Regions from separate parts of the Zea mays genome. Here region 2 is linked to region 1. The links are chromatin contacts, called in public Hi-C maps. All regions are on one chromosome and are shown on one strand. Each heading gives the region's core, a stretch centred on a gene start, on an enhancer-like site or on the middle of the called end of the contact. The rest is flanking DNA. Distances are from core to core; before and after follow the strand shown. Region 1 holds the start of LOC103633466 (probable glucomannan 4-beta-mannosyltransferase 7). Region 2 holds the start of LOC103633469 (DEAD-box ATP-dependent RNA helicase 36).

Region 1 (2,787 bases), core at 92-2,591:
GCTAGGTACACACATAAGGTCATAGGGACATCAACCCCCAGAATTAACAATACCCTGCTGGAGAACTACGAGGCTGTGTTTGGTTATTTTACATGTGGTTGTGGCGTGTCATAATAATTTTCTACCATTGTATCATATATGTTATAGACTTATTTTTTTCGCCAAATTTTATCATATGTGCAGCTTCGATTTTGATTGCCATACTTTTTATGATATCTCCTATTTGTTTAGTACTCTAATGTAGCAATGTTAGCAGCGAATCAAACATGTCATGTTTTTGTTCATGTATGTACTAATTTACTCTTATACTCGTATGTTGCAACAACAAATAGTTCAGCAATAGCACATGTGAGGTGACAACACATAATGCTCCCAGTTTTGTGAATGACCTATAGTCCATAAGTTGGAACTTAAGCCATCAAAATATAATTTAAATCAATCATACGATGTTCTTTGTTTGAATGGGAGCGTTTATGCTACACACGCTTCTAAAAGATTAGACAAAGTGCCCTTTATCTTTCAATATTACGAATTTGTAATCTATTCTAGACTCGAGGTTGCGGTAGAACATCCAAACTCAAAGCAGGTAGGGTCTTTTCATATAGTTGGACCGACTCATGAGAAACTTAATGTTTTTTTACTAATTAACAAGAAAACATATATACCTAAATTCGAGTTGAAGAGAACTCTAACATGAATGAATGAGTGCTTGACGAATGACTCCTAGCCTCGTTTACTCATATACCCTTCATGTGAGATTCTACTATGCTTCACATCATCACATAAGATTCTTGTTAACTATTAAACATATCACATTGTCTCTCTCCCTATTAATCTTAAATTTCCTACATCTGAGATTCCAATATGCTTCAGATAAGATTATTGCTAAGTTTTCAACGTATTATATAATTATAATGACTCTCTCCCTCTTAATCTTAAATGTCCTATGTGGCTATGCTAAAGCACAACAACGCCACCAAGAAAGTTGATATCACACAACAAACAATTAAATCTTAAGAGCAAGGTTAATAATATAGCCCACAACGAGCTTTATGATGTCACCATTTCATATATAGCCAACTAAAAATCTAAGCCATATAACAACTCTTCTATGATATAAGCTGTACATTTAATATTTAGCTCACTCTTTTTATCACAAACTATCATGGAGTTCATGAGTAACCTACTTTAGCTGACTGATGATGCAGTGTGCTTTCATTATTTTCTTTCTCTCACGTAACCACAAATTTGATGTGACATCTCTTGCAATCCACCTACGTCATATTATTATAATTGCTCTAATATTAAACACATACACGCCACCATCAATAATCTATATATGCAATAAACCATATATATGTTGTTGAAACAAAAAAAAGGGAAAGGAGTGCAAGAATGGCGTGGACTTAAGAAAAGCACCAGTGGCATCGAGCGCATCGCGCACTCGTGCTCGGGCTCGGCTCCGTCCGCGACTCCGCCCCACCCCTTTCCGTCAGCGGCCGCAACCACCACACCACCACCCAATGGAGGCCGGGGAAATCGGCGGGGCCCTTGTCTTCATCCTCGCCGCCGCCGCCGCCGTCGCGGCCGCCGTGTCCGTCGGCGCGGTCGACTTCAGCCGCCCGCTCACCGGTACACGCATTCGATGCTCCCATCCGTCATATTTCTCTCTCCCCCACCCCTCTCGCTCGGACGGCCGCGCTACAGCGCACGTGATTTGACCTGCCCTGCGCGGCTGCGCCCGCCGCCCGCTGGTTTTGTCCTGCTTCGTTCCGCAGCGGGGGCGCCGTTCGACTTCCAGGCGGCGGTGTCCTGGCTCATCGGCATCCTCGACGGCACGTCCTCGGCAGCGGCGGACGTGGACGGGGCGTGGGTGGCGGTGCGGGCCGGGGTGATCGCGCCGGTGCTGCAGGTGGCGGTGTGGGCGTGCATGGTGATGTCGGTGATGCTGGTGGTGGAGGCCGTGTACAACAGCGTCATCAGCCTCGGCGTCAAGGCCATTGGGTGGAGGCCTGAGTGGAGGTTCAAGTGGAAGCCCCTCGACAGCGCCGACGAGGAGAAGGGGACCGCCCACTTCCCTATGGTCCTGGTTCAGATACCCATGTACAACGAGCTGGAGGTGAGAACAGACCACCACAAAAAAAAGTCATTAAAATCGTATCGGAATATGTTAACTATCCATCCATTGATTATTTGATGAATTGTCCTTCCTCCTGTTGCTTTGTGAGATTAAAAATATTATTTTGATGCGGTGCGATTTTCCATGTGTGGTATGGGCTCTTAGGTGTACAAGCTGTCAATAGCGGCAGCATGTGAGCTGCAGTGGCCAAAGGACAGGATAGTAATTCAAGTGTTGGACGATTCTACTGACCCCTTTATCAAGGTAACCTGCCTCTCCTAGTTCCTCGTTTCATGGTTGGGGATGAATATGATTTCTACAGAACTCTTTGTTTGGTGGAGAAACTATTAATTTTGGTGCTGTTAGATCCTATCAGAACAAGTGAAACATCAAACTGGTTTGTTATAGCAGACGAATCCTCAAACTCACTACCAGCAGCATGATAAAGTTTTGACATGAGACTAACTGCAATAGCCTATTAGGAGCATGCTAAACATTTGGGGCGGTTGGGTGCAGAGAGAATATTTCCATTGTGAAGTGCGTAGCTAGCATTACAGATTACAGATGCTCCTTCCTACTTTTATGAGATTACTTACATGAAAGCTACTTCAGCATTTGGCATAAAGGGAAATTGAAAGGGTTGCCTTACCGGGATAAAATATTTCGTA
Region 2 (2,700 bases), core at 113-2,612, 280 kb after region 1:
AAACAATAGCATGCATAATTTGCTGACCACAAAACAAATAAAACAGGATGCCTTACTTCTATACAGGCAGACAAAGGTCTGTGACCAACTGACCATTACATTTCAATAGAACATGTCAACTACATTTTCTACTTCCAAAATTCACAAGGAATATAAGTGAATAAAGAAGTGTATGTTCCGTATGGAGTATAACATAGATTACAATAGTAATATGCCCTTATCAATGGAGAGAAAAACACGACAGTCATCAACATACATTTTGAGCAAAGAGAAGGGAAGTGATAAAGGCATCCACAGCAACAATAATGTATGTGTTGATGCTAAAAGGAAACCGCATGCCTACCTTTGTGCGGGAGAATACTTTGGCGAGGTCAGGATCGTTTTTGACGAGCGTCGCAATGCGTCCTGGGGTGGCGACGACGACGTGGGGGCGGCGCGAGAGCCCTTTGGCCTGCGCGAGCGAGTCGAATCCTCCGATGGCCGCGAGGCACCTGAGGCCGAGCGGCGCCCCGAGCGCGCGGAACTGCTCGGCGAGCTGCGCCGCGAGCTCGCGCGTGGGGGCGAGCGCGAGCGCGGCCACGCCATAGGGGTCCTCCCCGAGGCGGTGCAGGATGGGCAGCGCGAACGCGGCCGTCTTGCCGCTCCCCGTCTCGGCGATCCCGAGCACGTCCGCCCCCGCGAGCGCGCGCGGAATGCACCGGCGCTGCACCGCCGTGGGGCGCCGCATGCCCAGGGCTTCGCACGCATCCACCAGCCACTGCGATAGGCCAAGGTCCGCGAAGGTCGCCGGCGCCGTGCCGGCAGCGTCCGCCGCGTCGTCGGCCTGGCCGGTCTCGGTCACGATTGTGGGAGCAGGGTCGAGGTAGGCTTCGGCGGCGGCGGGGTCACGGCTTGGGGGTTCCGGCTCCGGCTGGGGCTGGACCTCGGGCTTGAGCTTGGGCTTGGCCCTCTTGGAGAAGAGGCGGAAATGTTGTGCCTCGCCGTCGACCTCCATGCCGTGGCGGGCTGTGCCAACTATATTCCTAAATTCCTACGATTCAGTTAACACCCAGCTAGCCGTAGCAGCAGTCAACGGTGACCGAGCGACGGAAGTGGCGGCGGAGAGCAGAAGCGCTGGAGACGTAGGTGAGGAGCACGAGTAGGTGCGCCACGTAATCGGTGTGAAGGAAGACCAGACGGAGCGGCGAGTGGTTGAGATAGGAAGCGGCCGGCGTTGGAAGGTTCGGGCGGGGGAGATGGCTTGGCTAGGTTTTAGGCCGGCGGCGCGGGGAGATGGCGGTGGCGTGGCGGGGCGGGTTCCAGGATGCGGAGGTTTGGAGAGGCAAGCCGAGACGGGCTGCTGCGTGCTGCCTAGCTATGCTTAAGCTTGGGCCTGAGGGAGTTGCGCAGCCCACGTATCTAGAAGAAGCCTGCTAGCCCAGGAAGCCGCGACCGACCGCGTGGCAAGTCCGACTCTTTAGGCCTTGTTTGTTGTTTGGATAAAGAGGGATTGAAGTAGATTGAAAGGGAAATTAGTTCATATTACACTTCAATACACCTTATACCACCTCAATCCACTCCAATCTAAGATTACCCAAACAAGCCCTTAGGTGTGTTTGATTACATTTTAATATCGTAAATTTGTTTTATACTGCGTTTGGATGCTGGTATTGAGGCCCAGATTTTGGAATTGGAATTGGTAAAGCCGAATTTCAGCGTTTGGATGCTCACGGAATTCAGAACTGGAAATCCATCCCAATTCCCCTGGTATTCAACTACACCTGCACCCCCTCCCCTTCAATACCAAGCCCCCCACCTCGGTATTGCTCAGAATTCAATTACACCCGCATTCAAACAACAACATTGGTATTGCATATCAATTCCATTTCCCTCAGATTTGGTATTCTTAGATCAATTCAATTCCACCACGTGAATGCCTACATCCAAACGAAGCATAAGGGGATTTCAGTTTCCAAACTAGCCCTTAAGGCTACTTCGAGAACCTCGAATCCCCTTCGGGATTGAGATAGAAATGAACTAATTTTCTCTTTAATCCTGAAAAAATTTTGAGTTCTCAGTGCTAGTTTGGGAGCTAAAATACTGGAGGAGGTCGAGGGGCTAAAATCTTTTTCTTATTCAAAATTGAATAAAGAGATTTTAGTATCTTCAATCCCCTCCGATTTGCTCCGAAACTAGCCCCCAGTCACTTTTAAACCCTTTTGATGACTAGAAAACTATATTTTACTCGTCGCTTTTAGTCATCTGGTTCGCTTTCTTTAGAGATTAAAAGTGACTATTTATTTACTTTCTTTAGAGATTAAAAGTAACTAAACTTTAGTCACGCCAAACTAAACAAACTAAACGAGGTAGATAAGACTATAAAGAAAGGATACAGGTAATTAGTTCTTGTTAAAAGACACACGGAAATGCTGGCTTCCCAGCGTTTCACGGGACCTTCTCCTCTCGCGCAGCGACGCGTGCCGCGCTGCCCATGCTCGCGTCCGCAACAACAGTCAACAGAGGACTCGCTCGCGTCCATAGATTGACAGACGACTCTCGCGTCCGTGGCGCGCTTCCCGAGCTCCGCGCTGCGGCCTCCGTGCGCTGCGGTGAGCGTGGCGGTCGTCGATGGAGGGGACGGCTCCGTCCGCTCGTCAGCACGACCAGCAGGACAACAGCCAGGACACCAGGCGCGGTTCTCGAGGCGCAGCAGGACACCAC

The links. A called contact is a pair of places that touch in the nucleus more often than the background predicts.
Region 2: a contact with region 1 is called in a Hi-C map of bundle sheath, with 2.2 times the contacts expected there. The contact joins the promoter of LOC103633469 here to the promoter of LOC103633466 in region 1. A contact is called at or near these places in 2 of 25 Hi-C or Micro-C datasets (bundle sheath and tassel).

Annotation. Positions count from the first base shown.
Region 1 is chr7:176,762,935-176,765,721 of Zm-B73-REFERENCE-NAM-5.0, forward strand. It overlaps LOC103633466 (probable glucomannan 4-beta-mannosyltransferase 7), which reads left to right and starts at 1,342. Exons shown (of 10, transcript XM_008655159.4): 1 at 1,342-1,632; 2 at 1,779-2,119; 3 at 2,285-2,383. The coding sequence starts at 1,524.
Region 2 is chr7:177,044,750-177,047,449 of Zm-B73-REFERENCE-NAM-5.0, forward strand. It overlaps LOC103633469 (DEAD-box ATP-dependent RNA helicase 36), which reads right to left and starts at 1,363. Exons shown (of 6, transcript XM_008655161.3): 1 at 344-1,363. The coding sequence starts at 994.